Regions from separate parts of the Mus musculus genome. Here regions 2 and 3 are each linked to region 1. Evidence: chromatin contacts called from public Hi-C and HiChIP or PLAC-seq data. All regions are on one chromosome and are shown on one strand. The core of a region is the stretch at or near the end of the contact, and the rest is flanking DNA. Distances in the headings are between cores, read along the strand shown. Region 1 overlaps Dock4 (dedicator of cytokinesis 4). Region 2 overlaps Dock4 (dedicator of cytokinesis 4). Region 3 overlaps Dock4 (dedicator of cytokinesis 4).

Evidence for each region. A called contact is a pair of places that touch in the nucleus more often than the background predicts. HiChIP or PLAC-seq counts read pairs in DNA pulled down with a chosen protein or histone mark.
Region 2: a Hi-C map of cortical neurons shows a contact between it and region 1, with 1.8 times the contacts expected there. The contact joins two enhancer-like sites. A contact is called at or near these places in 2 of 484 Hi-C or Micro-C datasets (cerebral cortex and cortical neurons), 1 of 115 datasets of contacts at active chromatin or transcription factors (embryonic stem cells) and 1 of 9 other capture datasets (liver).
Region 3: an H3K4me3 HiChIP or PLAC-seq map of bone marrow-derived macrophages shows a contact between it and region 1, with 4 times the contacts expected there. The contact joins two enhancer-like sites. A contact is called at or near these places in 1 of 15 datasets of contacts at CTCF or cohesin (the NIH/3T3 cell line), 1 of 484 Hi-C or Micro-C datasets (uterus), 2 of 115 datasets of contacts at active chromatin or transcription factors (bone marrow-derived macrophages and fibro-adipogenic progenitors) and 2 of 9 other capture datasets (adipose tissue and liver).

Annotation. Positions count from the first base shown.
Region 1 is chr12:40,788,358-40,791,203 of GRCm38.p6, forward strand. It overlaps Dock4 (dedicator of cytokinesis 4), which reads left to right. Exons shown (of 53, transcript NM_172803.2): 31 at 1-19; 32 at 1,719-1,804. Among named protein-coding and RNA genes, the nearest start is that of Immp2l, 230 kb to the right of the region's middle. Within about 2 kb of position 1,529, at least 71 of the 459 cell types and tissues checked have an H3K27ac peak or open chromatin away from gene starts, as enhancers often do. A contact at or near this core is called in bone marrow-derived macrophages and cortical neurons, where this site is marked.
Region 2 is chr12:40,495,163-40,498,163 of GRCm38.p6, forward strand. All of the region lies in intron 1 of Dock4 (dedicator of cytokinesis 4), which reads left to right. Among named protein-coding and RNA genes, the nearest start is that of Dock4, 51 kb to the left of the region's middle. Within about 2 kb of position 1,384, at least 20 of the 459 cell types and tissues checked have an H3K27ac peak or open chromatin away from gene starts, as enhancers often do. A contact at or near this core is called in cortical neurons, where this site is marked.
Region 3 is chr12:40,472,459-40,475,185 of GRCm38.p6, forward strand. All of the region lies in intron 1 of Dock4 (dedicator of cytokinesis 4), which reads left to right. Among named protein-coding and RNA genes, the nearest start is that of Dock4, 28 kb to the left of the region's middle. Within about 2 kb of position 1,458, at least 23 of the 459 cell types and tissues checked have an H3K27ac peak or open chromatin away from gene starts, as enhancers often do. A contact at or near this core is called in bone marrow-derived macrophages, where this site is marked.

The DNA.
Region 1 (2,846 bases), core at 279-2,778:
GAGTGGCAACTTTAAACAGGTAGGCAGTATTGCTCATCAGGACTGACAGGGGGTGTCACTTCCCTGTCTGGCGTCTTCACAATTTCTCCATTCATCTCTCTGTGGAGAAATGAACACTGGTTCAATGGCCCCAGAACCAGGTGAACCCGTTCTCCCTGTACCACATAGCCTTGGATACATGCCTCTGGCTTTTTGTTGCCCTGAGCCTCCAGGGAAACCCTGGAATCCCATCTTATTCCTTTCACCAAAAACAAAATTCTTTGACATTCCAGATCTGTATTTAAGAATGTACAGAGAGGGTTGTTTGCTCCCAGCTGGCCGGGACTCAGAGGAACTGGAAGGTTAATGACTCTTTCAGCCATTGAGTTCTCAGTGGTCTGCACATTGTGTTTGCTGAATGGCTTAGCTCTGAGCATTTGATTCACAGTGTGTTTTATTGCTCTTAGCTTGGAGCAATGAAAATTAATTTGAAGGAGAAAGCAGTGGAAAATCTCACAAAGGAAATTCCAAGGGGATGAATCTATCGTTTCTTGCTGACTTCGGTTCTAATAGTGGTGCTCCAGTTTGAGGAAGACAGACATCCTGATTGCAAAATCAGATCTGTAAAGAATCAGCCACTTTTGCTGGTCCAAGTCTGTTGGGGGAAGTAGGAAAAACATGCTCTCACATATTGACTTCTCAAACTTGCTTACCCACAGGATGTGGCCCACCTCCATACTTCTCCACATGAGGCCTTCTTCAAACCTCAGAAAAGTGCTTGTCATCTGTATAAGCAATTTGATTGCATGCATAGACCTTTCCTATTGCCAAGAGTGTGGGCATTTCTCTTGTTATTCGTATATACATTTATTTTTAAGAAAGCTAATGGCTGAGTGAAAAGCTATGAACACACTGTGCTTGGTAGGGGGTCCCACTTTCCTTCCCTCTTATCTTTATCTCCTGATTGACATTTGCTTTAAAGAAATAACTGGGCTCAGTCCTTTGACAAAGTTGAATATTCGTCTCAAGCCCAAATTGCTTTAACACTGGCTAAAGGTTGTCATTTTCTCTTGCCTCGTTTAGATAAAGGGAAATTTTTCCCTTTCTGATATTCAAGTTATAAAGAATTTATGTCCTTGAAAATATAAATGTTTTGACTACAGTTTTCAGGAAATATGTCCTTTCACTCTCCTGCCGCTTACTGCTGACTTAGACTATTTCTGTGGCTCTACCATCTGTACATGGCTAGGATGGATTCTCAACTTCAGCAAAGATTTAGTGCAACCTCAAACTGTTTTAGGAAAGAAAACAGATAAAAAGCACATTTAAGATTTAAATTAATGTATTTGGGCATGCTAGTTTGCTGATGTTCTCAGATATAGTGATGTAAAAAAAAAAAAAGAAAAAGAAATGGGACTTGCCAGTTTTTATAGTCCCTAAAAGAAGAACCGAAACATTTAAATTGGGCTGCTAGCATTTATGTTGGGATCCCAGATAGATAGATGCTGTCCTTGGCAGCAGAAGAAGCTAGCTAGCCAGGAGTATGAAGTCATGTTGACTGCATCTAAATTAGTCCCCTAGAATTCCAAAGGGAGGCTTGCTATTAACCATGGCTGACAATGTCACTTTGACAAAGTGTATCACGGCTTTCCCCTGGCATAAAGAAATACATACCAATTTGCCTAAAAATCTTGCATGGGAAGTGGGAGGAAGGAGAGTGATATTTGGGTGTATTTCAGGTGGAGGCCAAGCTAATTGACAAATTGGACAGCCTGATGTCGGAGGGCAAAGGTGATGAAACGTACCGTGAGCTCTTCAACAGTATGTGAGTAATGTGTTTCTCTCCACTTGGTTCTATTCAGGACATCTGGTGTCGGTCCTGAGCCGTTCTGCACCACAGTAGACGAGAGCTACAGAGACAGCTTGGGTCTCATAGGAGAGCTTTGTCTTTGTGGAGTGTGAAATAAAGGATAATTGCCTACCTCTAGCAAGTGGATCTTATTATGTTGATGATTAGTTATGTCTCCTTATTTTAATCTCCGATTAGGACAGGTTGCCTATGTTACATAACAAAGCTCACTCTTTTCACGCTTGGTAATTTCAAGGGAAAATAAGGCCATTGTTATAAGATAATGATTTTAAAGAGAGTTATGAGTGGGAGAGGAGAAAAGTGTGTGATTATAACATTTGTATACAGTGTTTTCCAAAGTATGACTCTGGCTGATTTGCTGTTAGAAAATTAACTTCGTTTGTGCCTGATGATCAGCACCTGCTTCCATGCTGACCATTTTTTTTGGCTTGGGACTGTTAAATACTTCCCCAGTGCTGCTTATTAGATTGCCACCAAAGCAAGTCATTTCTAGTAAATTTGGTGTTTGGGATTTGCAAAGAGAATAGGAAAAAAAAAAAAAAAAAAAGAATGGAGTTCTAGGAAGGGACTTCTAGATGGTCCCAAGTGATCCAATGTGATCACAGTCTCAGGATGGATTGCTTGTATCAAGTATCATCTAACTGTAGGAATAGCCAGAGTTGAGGCATGATAATGTCTCAGCGCTTTGGGACTTCCCACCTGGCCTGTGGGTTTTTTTATGATCTTATAGATCTTAGTCATTTTGAACCTAGTATTTTTATAACGTATTTTTCTTTTAACCGAGAAGATTAGCACACTGAGTTTGGGGAAATGTTCTGATTTCTTTCAAGAGTGTAAAACTAATACATTTCTCTCCTAGAAAATACACCTGTGTTGGTATTAATGCCCAACCATCACCTAAGTGGCGCTCATAGCCAAGTGCAAGTCCAAGTTGACTTTACATTCATTAATTAGCAGCTGTGCAACTCTGGATGTGTGGGTTTTAAGAATGCTATCT
Region 2 (3,001 bases), core at 134-2,633, 290 kb before region 1:
TCCATGGAGAGTTTCTATAAATCCACATGCCAAAAAGAGATGTGCAACAGGGAAAGACAAAGCGAAAGAGCATAGTTGAAAACCTGGATCCTGTCAGCCAACTTGTCTGCATTGATCCAAGCTCTGCAACTTAGCTACTCTGCGACCTTGACTAAGCTTGTCAACTTCTGCATGACTCAGTTTCCTTATATCTGGACAATGCAGTCATTAGCTACTACTTCATAGGCTGGACCTGAAGTACTGGCTTAATGTTTGCAATGTTTCTAGATGCCCAACATTGTATAAGCTGACTTGGATATGTTAAACATATGCTGACTATGGATAATGGGTGGTTTGTTGAGCTAGCTGGTGGTTGTGCTTTTGCATAAGATTAAAGTACATTGGCTAAAGAAATTACCTGAAGGATTCTATTAATGCACAGAATAATGGGTGCTTTGTATCTTTGTATAACATTTGACAATTTCATCAGACATTTTCACCTTTAACACAATATTTGTGTATTGATAATAATGTGAAACTACTTATTTAAAAAATATATGTCAGTTCCAAAGAATCAGATTTTGGGGCTACAATGGCGGAAATGGGGAATGTGTGGTGCATTGTCACTCAGTTGAATCTGACTCTAGGTTTGTAATGATGGTGAATGTAGAAATGGTACTTTAAGAAAGCTGAATCATTTTAGATTCTGGGAAGACATTTGTGGTAGGGCTATTACCACTCAAAGAAGGAGCCCACAGTTGGAGGGCCAGGCTCTCCAAATTCTGTTTGTGGTGGTGGTGGGGACCTATTCATTGTCGATAACCTCTCACTGAAATGTGACTTTCCTCAGTTTTACATGATGACAGCAAATCATGCTAGTATTTAGTATGTGAAATCATAGTACTTTTGAAATTTGCAATTCGTCCCTATAAGTTCTGCAAGTCAGCAGAGAAGCTCAAATATAACTATTTTGTAGTTTTCTTAATATTTTGATAGCTGTGTTTTATTTTGATTTTTTTTAAATGATTCTATAGCTTTTATGCTTTAAACAAACACGAAGACCTCAGCAGACAGATGAAGGGGATCTTGAGGGCAATATAAACTATTAAGGACCCCGTCTGTAAATCTGCTCAGTATTAGTGGGGCTCTTAGCTGTTTCTCTGGTACCGTCTCTGTCATGCCCTCCCTGTGCACTCTGGGGAGCAGGGGTGTGCTTCTGTGTGGCCGTGGATCATTTTGAGATGGAACTGGGCTATACTGCAGAAATGAAACGGCTTTGGTTATTTTTGTCTGTCGTTTTCACATCTTAAAGCTCTTTAGCTTTTCCGTGGCTCTCGTACAACACTGTCTCAGACAGACTTCCAGTGAAAAATGTTGATTCAGCCACAGTTTACTCGAAAGCTCGATGTTGTGAAAGTAAGGCGCAGAAAGCAGAGAACCCAGTGTCTGGAAGTGTGTTAGAGAGGCTGAGCATGTGCCCAGGAGCAGTGAGAGGCCCAAGGGAGAGCAGCCTGGGCGGCTAAACGGAGGAAGAGAAGGAGTGAGTCTGGTCGCATAAGCAGAAGATGGGGGAGTAATTAAATTGAGGCTTCCAAGCCTCTCTGGATGGAGGCTTCTGTTTATCAAAAGGTGCTTTCGCTCCTGGGAACTGTTCCTGTGTAGTTAAGGAAAGTGTTTTCACCCGCGTCTCCAACCTCTTCAATTCAGCACAGAGCTTTTGGCAATCAGGGCATGTCTCCTGGATTGAATCCTTGTCTTGGTTAGAGTTGTAGGCAGGATTTTCAGTGTGGGATGACTAGACGTTATAGTATTATGGTCGCTCATAGACATACCTGTGAGGGTATATTTGAGGGCATTTGGAGCAAAAGGGAAAAATATTTGCCATGAAAGTATGCTTAGGTGAATATCTTTTTACGGTAGAGTGTTGATTACTAAACCAAGGGGAAACGTAGAAAACGTATCTGGGCAGAATGGAAGTGGGATGCTTGTGCTGCTGTAGCCGAGCAATGTGTGCTTATAATGCAGTTCTAAAGAGTTTGGGAAGGGTAGCCTTAGTGAATAATAGACCATGTGAATCGTCATCTTCTTTCTTCTTAAAATTACATTCACTTCCCATGTATGTATGTATGTGGCAGTCAGAGAAGACCTTGTGGGAGTTGGTTCTCTTCTCTACTGTGTGTGTTCTGGGGATGGAATGTAGGACCTCTGGCTTGGCAGCAAGCACCTTTATTGAGGAACTCTCTCTGGACCTGAAGTAGAGCCTTGGTGTCCAGTATTGTGGTGCATGCTTACAATACCAATACTTAGGAGATAGTGGCAGCTTAGACGCTAGCTTGGGATACATGATGCTATGTCCTCCCAAACCAATATACCAAATACCAATACTTAGGAGATAGTGGCAGCTTAGACGCTAGCTTGCGATACATGATGCTATGTCCTCCCAAACCAAAACTCAGACCTGGCTAAAATGCATTGCTTATCCATGTGTGTTTCTAAAGAGTATCTTCAACTTGAATCCCATGTTATTTAAACTAGGGATACAACCATATGTATAAACATTATTAAACAAGAAGGAGCTGTCTTTATACTTTAATAACTGAGTGTGTTGTTTACTGTATGTTATTAAGAGTTCTGCTTTGTTAAAATACATATATTTCCATTATATATCATTTGTGAATTGATGTATTTGGAACTTTTAAGAGATAATTCTTCTCCTATTATTTATTTAATAACTCAGAGAACCCAGGCCTCTGTCAGAGCAGTCGGTGCCCTTAAGCACTGAGTCATCTCCCCAGCCCCGAGTCTGTTTATTTATTTTGTCTTCTAAGTAGCTAAGTTCTGTGACTTGAGTGCTGTGGCCTGGACTTGAGAAGTCAGACCAAAATATCATTTCCATGCAAAAATCCTCCTCTTGAGTATATTTCTGTCTAGAGGTACACAGACCAGGGCTTACTACGGTAATGATGAAATTGGGTGAGCCTGAAGGAAATATAAAAACCCTGCTTAATGATCCAGTTCGGTT
Region 3 (2,727 bases), core at 208-2,707, 320 kb before region 1:
ACAGGTTTTAAAAGTTGCATTACATTTTGTCAGAGCTGCATGTCGTGTCTGGCGTTGCGGCGTCTCTCAGCTCACCTTTGTAGTTGATGGTGTTCGGATTCCATGTGCTCGTTTACCCCATCGGGATCTGTACAAGTGAATGATTTGGCAAGCTCCATTAAGTGACAGGTTTTTCTGTGATTCTGAGTAGAGTGGAAAAGAGCGAGCGCGATGAAGGAACTTGGGATGACCGAGGCAAAGGGAAAATGTTTCTTTTTTTTTTTTTCTTGGCGGCATGCAGACTGACACGATGGTGGAGAATGAGCTGAGAGTTCTACATTTGGATCGGCAGGCTGCAGGAAGTGAATGAAACTCATTTCCTCCAACAAGGCCACACTTTCGAATAACGACAGTCCCAATAAGCCTGTGGGGACAATTTTCCTTCAGACCATTTCAGTGGCCATAAAGGTCCTAGGGTACGGACATAGACAGACAGACAGACAGACAGACAGACAGACAGACAGACACACACACACACACACACAGATCATACTCACACATGCACACACACAGCAGATGTGGACTGGTGACCTATTGCTTCTGTGCTACCAATATAGCATGAAAAAAAGTTCAGCATTTCTTCTGAGCAGCTGTCTTTTCTTTCCCGTGGACAGTACTTCTGAGTCAATAAAGATCTGGATAGCCTCTAAGTGAGTCTTTGAAAAATTCTTTTATGTAAACCCATCTTTCTTATTGAGTTTGACATTTACAAGTTGATTTAACAAAGATGGTCAAATATGTAAAGCTAATGTGAGAAGAGCTCCCGCGGATGAGCAGATCTCTTTGCCCGGCCCCAGGCTAACTGCTTCAAAAGCATTATCAACTAATCTCACGAGGAAGCTTCTATTCTTCTCATCCCTGGATTACAGAAGAAATCCTGTGCTACAGGACGGTTCTTTGGTCCCTGGCTATACTACCCTGAACATGCCTGTTCTCTTCAGTGAGCTCATGGGTTGAGTGTGGGGTGAAGTGGCTGAGCTCCGGGTGCCTGACTGCCGAGTACCTTCTCTTCTACCTTGTTTCTTGTCTTGACTGACAGCTGGACAGATTGCGTGAGTCCCACCTGCTTTCCCTAGCTACTTATTCTGGCTCTGATTGGGTGCCCCAAGAGTGTGGCTGTGGAACAGTGATGGCTAGAATTAGAACTTGGCTAGCAGGAGAATTGTGTCCCCTCCTGTCAACCCCTTACCCCACTGGCCCTGTAACCTAAAGCAATTTAGGTCAGAGGAGGACCACAGCCCAGCTCTCGAGGCTGTTCACAATTTGATGACCAACATCTGTGCTGCAATTTCGTTCAAAAACAAACACACCCACCAGCAACAAACTTGTTTTTGTCTGTGTGCAGTTTCATCACCAAATACAGTGTTCTCAGAGCAGACACACTTGGTAGAGAGAGGAGCTAAGTACTCAGGAGACAGCTTACTGTAATGAGTCAGTTCCCATATTGTTACTGAGCAGGGTTTGGTGGTTAGTAGACTCTAGGGGGTAAAAATCACTGTAATTAAAATGAAGTAATTGGCAGGTTTGTGCAAAATACAGGATTTTCTGTTTTGATTCCAAAGAAGCCAAGTAAAAAGCATTGTATGTATAAGATTTTTTTCCAATATGCATTTCTATGCCAGGAAATTGAACTATTAAAATTGTTTGTATTGTTTTCAATAATGGGGAAGCTGTAATGAGAGAGAAGGCTGGCAGAATGGCATTTCTGCAAGAGAGAAGACAGAACCTCCCAGGCCTTTATTTGCACTAGAGTTTGACCACAGGGAACATGACAGGATCAAGTTAGAATCTTTGGATTTTCTGGACTCAGACAGGGTCTGATGGGAGTGTGCTGGGGGCTGTGGGGAGGCCTTCTGTTTCAGATCAATGGCTGTCCTTTCCCAGGAGGCCTTTTCTTCTCCACAAGAGAAAGGCCAGGCTCTGGCTCATCTCTCATCTTGCTGAGATGTGTTTTAGACTCTGGGGTTGGAAAAACACCTGGGCTCCAAACAGAGGAAAGATTGAAATCATGGTGCTTTTGTTGATGAAAATTAATGACGGTCACGACAGCATAACAAATACTTTTACAATTCAGGTGACATCCAATCCTTTATTTTCCAAAGTTGAAAGAGGACTAATTGAGTTGTCAGTTGATCATTAAAAATAATTTCGGTGATAGATCACTCTGAGATTTTTTTGGCATATGCCCCAGAAGTAATTCAAACCATTGAGGGAAATTATTATAGCCCACTTCAATTTCCATGTAGTTGTGTGAACACATTTTCTCTCAGCCTTTAGATTAGAGGAGGGGTCAAATAGGAAGCAATGGAAGCTCAGATTAGAGATATTTCTCTACTAGTCTGCATTTTAATTGGAGGAAGCACTTCATTTGTTTCATTAAGAGATGTATTTTTTAGTCTTTAAAAATTCTTTTACTTATTTATTTTTTGAAGCATACTCTTGCTATGCAGTTCAGGCTACCTTTAAACTCCCTATGCTCCTGAGCCAGTTTCTTAAGTATTAGGGTGATAGGCATGTACTACCACACCTCGTATTGTTTTGATTCATAATCATTTGTAAGATATGCTATATGATTGTTCATTATCTGAAATGAATAATAGATTTAAGCCAGTCCAAAGAAAGAGCTAATTAATGAGCCTTCTGGTTATGAGAAATTGTTAAAGTCACATTTGTGTATATATATGAGCA